Regions from separate parts of the Danio rerio genome. Here region 1 is linked to region 2. The links are chromatin contacts, called in public Micro-C maps. All regions are on one chromosome and are shown on one strand. The core of a region is the stretch at or near the end of the contact, and the rest is flanking DNA. Distances in the headings are between cores, read along the strand shown.

Region 1 (3,636 bases), core at 316-2,815, 140 kb before region 2:
CCCGTGATCGTGTGCATGATTATGTGTGTGCCCGTGATCGTGTACGTGATGCTCCTCTTCAGCATGAGGCAGATTAGCTTCAGCACTCCATTTGCTTGCCCCGTGATGCATCTTCGCTCCACCATGTGAGTGACCATGGCATCCACCATCACCATGTCCATGATGATGGTGGGAGTGAGCCAGTGTCTGCTGGGACATTAAAATGCCAACAGCAATCAGCAATAGCGATTTGCTAAAGACCCTCATTGTTCCTAAACAGAAAAAAACAATGTTTTTGAACTCACACAAGCCACACCGAATATTCAGTTGCATTACAATTAATTCACTTTTTATTGCAAGTAGTTATTTGTTCTGGGTAGTTACTTGACAGTCTTTAGGTTACAACTGACAGGTATGAAAGAATGCAAGTAAACTATTTTAACGAGCCAGAACTGGAAATCATTGCTTTTAATGTTGAAGTATGATTAAGCATTTCTTAGCCTTGACTAGTTCTACATGTCTCCATGTTAGAGCAGTTTTGGATAATTTTTGAAACGATCTAGAGGTAAATGTGATGTATATGGTCAAAAGCATCATACACACAAAACTAACTTCAATTGAATAACTATGATAAAAAATACAAGTTAAATGTAAACTGCATGAACGCTAGTGTAAGATAAAAATACCGCAGCTGACATACTGCAGAAAACTCTACACCACAACTCGTACATTGAGCTAGTAAAATTGCAGACAGTATCCTGAAATCACACGAGTCACTTCCTACAGTTAGCTCCGCTTTGTAACAGAATGCTAACAGTAGGAAGGGATCCCACAAGGGAAGGGATTTTAATTAATGCAAGAAGCCTATACTTTCGGTTAAGCGTTTAAAAGCGGTTCCCATTTAGATAAATGTTTTAAAATAGCAGATCACAACGAAGATAGTCATGACGTATTAAGGATGTCAAATTGATTTAACTTATATTCTGATATTCTCAGCTTTTCCAAAACAACGTATATTTGGAGTATCGACGAATTTTATTAAATTTGCAGAGCCTATCTTAAACCACTAGATATACAGTAATCAAGTCAAAGATAATGTTAAAGATAACAAAAGCATCTGTTGATGATGCATCGACTTCATTCAAACGTTAAAGATGAACTGTGATCCAGACCTCATCACGGTGAATCTGTGCTCTCGCAAAGAATTAACAGTAATCTGCAGCCTTAACAAATAACTGTTAGAACTACCTGAAGTGAACAGACCAGCGACAGTAAGGTTACAGTAAACAAACGATCAGTCTCACAAAGCTCAATGCTCATCGTGCAAATACCTGCTAGTGATGCCGAAAAAACCAAAGCACGCGCCAGTACCGTGCACTGAATAAGTTAGCAATCTGCTAACCGCATCCACGTCTAGCAACGGTATAAGCTGCGAAAACTAATATAAATTAGCTTATTCTGGTAAAGAGTGAAAGCAGTTAAGATGCTGCTCACACTCAAACCGACGTGGCATTCAGTCAACACATTTGATTCCCGCGATACTTTGGAGGTGTGTTCGAAAAGATACAAAACAACGAAATAACGCGAGATTCCAGTCACGTCAAGCCGGATGCGAAAAGTGTACCTCACACATAATCTGAACCATTTAAAAAAAAACTATTTATTATCCGTATTGTTTTACACGTATCACTCATTGTTGTAGGCTGCATGAGTAGACGGGTAAGTCTAATGTAATAATCTGAATATGCTGATACTAACAGCAATTCATCCACCAGAGACAAATGTTTGCATGCACTTTTCCTCTTTAATCATAGTATTCCTGCAGAGGGCGCAAGGGGACTTGCACGACACTAGCTTAACATTTAGAGAAATTTTCAATGAAAAATTTTTCACAATTACTTATTCATTACTTACTGTCATGTAATTACTGTCTTGATTGTACTTGCTTTCGTTCTGTATTTTATCTGAGAGTTATTAAAACATGAGTTGTAATTAAAAAAAGTCATGAAACAATGACCTTAAATCTTGTCATTATGACTCTATACCCCACAACTGGAACTTTTTTGTAATTGCCTTTTTGTTTAGTTTAATTTAAATGGTCTCTTAGCTTTCTCATAATTGTGCCACTTTATGTCACATTGGCCTCAATTGTGTGAAGTCACATTCAGCACAAGACATTGCATTTGACATAAGATGTATAACCGTTCATTCATTTATTTTCCTTTAACTAAGTCCCTTATTTATCAGGGGTTGCCACAGCGGAATGAACCACCAACTATTCTAGCTAATGTTTAACGCAGCGGATGCCCTTTAAGCCGCAACCCAGTACTGGGAAACTGAAGGACCCCTTTTAGTCCTGTTCTATTCCCTTCTCTGCTCTCTATGTTTTTATGTCTTCTACTATCATATCTTTTAAAAATATTAAATTATGTGATAAACATTTAAACAAAGAAAGAATTTATAATAATAGTGGTTTTTGAAATACATTTTTATAATTCGCAATAAGAGATAACTGCATGACAGTAAACAGAAGTCCACATATTCTGACTACTCTTTTCTGAAAACCTAGTCTCATTTGTGTCTATATTTATTAATGCAAAAATGTAGGATCTGGGAAGCAAGTAAGAAAGAGCAGAACAAAGCTGAAAACCTTTTGACTTGCTCAGTTTATATACATATGGGATCAGAATTAAATCTTTCTCGTCCTAATTCATTTTACTCTTGTCTAGTTTTGTTTCATATTTACAGAATACCTTTTACCCTAATTATTTCCTTATTTACGCTAAAAGAATGGAAGTGAAATGTGACAACATGCCCCACTGGTAGAGGCATGCTGTAGCATGTCATTTGACAGATTAAAATGTTAACTGATTAAAAAAATAATAATTAAAACGCCCCAAAGTGGCTCAATGATATTTAAAGCCGGTGACTGGGAGGGACATGGAAGCTCTTAAACTTCACTTTCATGTTCATCAAACCACTCTGTCACCAGTCTGAGAGGGGTCTGGATGCAGACTTGGTGCACTTACAAGGTGAGCTGCATACAGTGTTATTAATGCTCATACTTAACCCCACCCCTCACAGTGACTCCACTAGCTCCATTAAGTGCATTGTGTTTAATATTGCATTTCTGAAATATGTAGTCTCAGTATGCAAATCCAAGTCTGCATCCTGATAGGTATTAACCAGTCTTGCTGTGTGTATTGGTGCATTACCATCCTGATACATTGCGCTGCCTTTAGCATACCATGCTTAATCATTGAGTGCACATGGTCCTCCAGAATGGTTCAGTTGTCCTTGGTAGTGATGTGCCCATCTAGCATTGTAGTATTGGGCCCAGGGCAATGCCATGATATTGCAGCCCAAATCATCACTGATCCATCCCGTTAGGGGACTCTGTCACTTCGATCTTGTTTATTTTTGTTTTAGTGGCAGATTCCAGACACTAGTCGTGTCTTGTCATAAATGACGTGCTCTGTTTAAGTTTATATTTCCTGTCTTTTTCCATGTCTTTGTTTTTGTAATGAGCGTGGTCTCGGTTGTGCTCTGGCCATGCACGCTCTTGTGTCTCATCAGAGAACAATGTATGTTTCACATTGTCCACAGCCCAAGATTTCTGCTGCTGGCATCTTTGGCATGAGAAACCAAAGGTTTAGC
Region 2 (3,774 bases), core at 283-2,782:
AAATTCAGAGAATGACTGTGTATAGACCAGGGGGGTTCAGCTCTATTCCTGAAGATCAACCTTCCTGCAGAGTTTATCTGTAACATTGATCAAAAACACCTGTCTTTAATTACCAAGTGATCCTTTAGATACTTCTTAGTTGGTTTAGTTATGTTTGGAGCTAAACTCTGCAAGATGGTATATCCAGGAGTATGGATGAGCACCCATGGTGTAGCCCCTTGTTATCCTTGCACTTAATCACAAAAAGAAACTTTTTTAACATCTGTACATACAAGGAATCATATTGTACCCAAATGCAAGATGATTAGGTCAAGTGTCCTTTGTGACAGGAAGTAATTTATTCTTAAAGAACATTGATAGTCAATTTTGTATACCAGCAAAACAAAAGAGTGACTATGCAAAATGACAATACAAGGGAGTTTATTTCATGCACTCAAACAAAAAACAGCATGCATGCATCACGTTTTTGTTTGGGTAAGCCTGACTGCCTCAGCGCAAATAAAAGTTCACGAAGAAATGACAGGATTAGTAATGGTGTATAAAAATGTACCTGGCCCACACAGAGCCCTGACTTAAACCCCATAATATATGTTTTGAACAGGAGCAGAAATTTTGAGCCAAGCCAACAGCAGTGTCTGATCTCATAAATGCTCTACAAGATAAATTAGCAAAAAACGCCAACAGATGCACGTCTGTGTAAAGTTTTTCTATGTTGTACTATTATATATTTAGGCTATAATATATTAGTATTTAAATCTCAACTTGCTTCCAGTGAAACAGGAAAAACTAAATTAAGCATCTCTGAACTACATACATACAGATGGGTTAAAAAAACACTCACTGAAAAAAGAATTCAAAAGGATTGTGCTATATCACTCCAGTACATTACAGGAAGTATTGATGCTGTACTGGTAGCATGTGGCATGTCTGTGTAGTGCATATAACGCACAGTAATGCTAATTACAACCTAGAATCACAGCAACACTAAGAACAATAGATAATAATAATAACACTGCAAATTTTATTGTGATGCAGAATACTACTTGTTTTCTAAAATAGAAATAAGAATAATATCTATTCCTTTTGGATTTTTATTTATTTATTTATTTTTTGTTATTTCATAATGTAAAGATCCATGCGTTGTCTGCCTGTCAGTTGAAACTCTAGTCCTTATAAATGTATCAATAATGGCTTGCGGGTAAACTCACCTTCACGAAGAGCTCAACCTCAGGTCTCTCCTCACTCATGCTGGAGTTCAAACTGTTAAACCAAACTTCAAACAAAATACGAATATTTATATCGCTTTACGATACTGAGATTCTAACTCAAACTTATATATTGTACTCCTGCCGCTTTATCACCGAGCTCACTTCCTCTATGTCGTGGTCAATTTGAAACTTCACTCCCTTGAACTCCGAATCTGACAGTGGTTGTTAAATGTAGAGCAAAGTATCTATGAACGCCAGAAAGTGTCCAATTCTAGTGTAATGTATGTTGTATAAATAATTTAAATTACTTATTCAGTATCGAAATTCATCGATAACGCCTAGAGCAAGATTAACCTACTTCCTCTCTCTCGCTCTCTCTCATTTCCTGATTTCGACGAGCCTGAACTTCCACTAACTTTTAGTAACCATAACTACTGAAAGGGCTAAACAAATAAAACGTTATTGTTTGCAGTTTGTACATTTTAACGTTTTTAGTTTTAATTAAAATATTCCTTTTCAAGTGGTTCTTATTTAAAGGGAAAGTATGGATTTTACAACATGCATTCTGACACCTAGTGGTAAAACTGGAACACTGACATTGTAATTATTGTATATGAAAACCCTATTACTACCAACCTAATAAAATCTAATAAAATAAATAAAATAAAGAATTGTGTTCATTTTAAATATTAACAATTGAAATTTATAAAAACTGAATATTAGGCTACATGCTTTTAAAATTATTTTTGAATTTTAATTTCTTAATTTCATTTTCTTAACTTGAATATTGAACATCTGAAATTTAAGACAACTAAATTTTGTAACTTATTTATGAAAATAGATAAAAATATGTGTTTTTTAATCAACATATAGTATAAGTTAAAATTAAACTATGTTTTTTTAAAATGTATTTTAATAGACGCCTATGGTCGCAGACTCAAGTTAACATCACAATATTTCGAGATTATTATTTTATAGGTACAACAATGCAAACTTCTCACCGAAATAAGCCATTTTATATATAGTAAAATAGTTTTTCTTAGAGAATCACAAATCTTCAGTGTGGGAACCGGATCTGGAAATCCTCAAAAATGCTTTAATTTTGATATATTTTAATCTAAAGTTTTGAAAAGTGATTAGATTTCAAATAAAGTGCTAGCAACTGATTGAAAATGTGAGTATTTTGCTTTCAAACTTTCTCTTTTCAAATTGTTACCTACTAAAAAGTGCATAAAAACTGAAACTCTGCTGGTGCATATGCCTGTTGTGTGATCTGCTTGGCAGCATTATCACCGCTCATTTTAAAGCAGGAGGGGAAAAATGCTTGGACATTGTTGCTTCACAATCTCTGGCTTGAAGATGAAAGCTATAAATATAGTTATTAAACCAGCCTCAGTTCTCTAAGTGTACTGATGTAATCACGCAGACAGGTCTTCTAGCTTTAGGTATGGGAAAGCTGCTCAAGTGGCTTACCCTGTACAACTGCAGTGCTTATGTGAGAAAATCTCTCTTCAATTTCTTTTCAAAATCCTGATTGTCCCAAACTTTTTTTGGGGTGCCCAAAAATTGTCCTGGAAGACTGGTTTCCTGCAGGGCCCGAGGCCTTGAGTTAAAAACCATTATAAACATAGAAACATTTGTGTTTAGGCAAGTTTGAGCTAAACTCTGCAGGACATTGGCCCTCCATTACTTATTTTGGGCACCTTTGGTTTAATGTGTCAGAGCAGAATGAGAGTCGGCATGTGTCGATGCACGCATCCATGTCCAATAATTTTGCAAGCATGCTCTGGAATTAACTCGGTGAAAGTTCTGAGCAAGTATTGCAGTTAAAATTATCATTTCAAACAGATTAAATGCCTAGCAGATTAATCTGTTTATCATTCGATCATTCAATTTTCCTATTTAGTTTGGAAAATGAATAATAAAAAAATGTAACATATATATATATTATTCAATAGACACCAAATACAAAACTCATCTGTTAACTTGTTTTTAACTCAAAATGGAAAAAAAACAATAAAACAAAAAAAATAAAAAATGTGTATTTATAAGGTTTTTTTTCAGTTGTTAAAAAAAAGATTTCAGCTTCAATTAACTTTACAATTGGATATCCACGTGTAGGCTAAAAATGGTTAAAAAAAGGACAAATTGTTGATGTGCATCTCACTGGTTCATCTGTGAATAAGACAGCAAGTCTTTGGGGTATTATCAAGAGCCATGCCATCCAGGGTAATGTCAGCATACCACCAAGAACGCAAGTAGAACCACTCAAGTAGAAGCTTTGTGAGAGGGATGCCTGGGTGCTAAATCGTATTTTATCCAAAAAACATAAAACCACATCTGTCTAACTCACTGCAAAATTAAATGTGTAGCTCAACTCTCCTTTTTTCACAAAAACTGTTTGCAGTGAGCTTCACAGGGTCAATATACATGGCTGGGCTGCTATAGTTAATCCTTTGGTCACTCATGCAAATGCCAGTCGTTGGTTTCAATGGTGTCAGCAGTAATAAAATCTTGGGCTGTGGACAATATGATGCAAAAAACAGAAATGTGCACACATCTAGAA

Evidence for each region. Hi-C and Micro-C count contacts between places; a contact is called where the count stands out from the background.
Region 1: a contact with region 2 is called in a Micro-C map of caudal fin, with 9 times the contacts expected there. The contact joins the promoter of LOC141379056 here to the promoter of clic1 in region 2. A contact is called at or near these places in 2 of 18 Hi-C or Micro-C datasets (caudal fin and hematopoietic stem cells) and 3 of 4 datasets of contacts at active chromatin or transcription factors (caudal fin, embryo and gastrula embryo).

The regions. Positions count from the first base shown.
Region 1 is chr19:21,151,618-21,155,253 of GRCz12tu, reverse strand. LOC141379056 reads left to right here and starts at 1,565. Exons shown (of 2, transcript XM_073931631.1): 1 at 1,565-1,698. It overlaps slc39a7 (solute carrier family 39 member 7), which reads right to left and starts at 1,494. Exons shown (of 8, transcript NM_130931.3): 1 at 1,311-1,494; 2 at 1-251. The coding sequence starts at 246.
Region 2 is chr19:21,007,794-21,011,567 of GRCz12tu, reverse strand. clic1 (chloride intracellular channel 1) reads right to left here and starts at 1,532. Exons shown (of 6, transcript NM_212682.1): 1 at 1,209-1,532. The coding sequence starts at 1,247. The region is part of intron 2 of LOC141379059 (a long non-coding RNA gene); the gene reads left to right.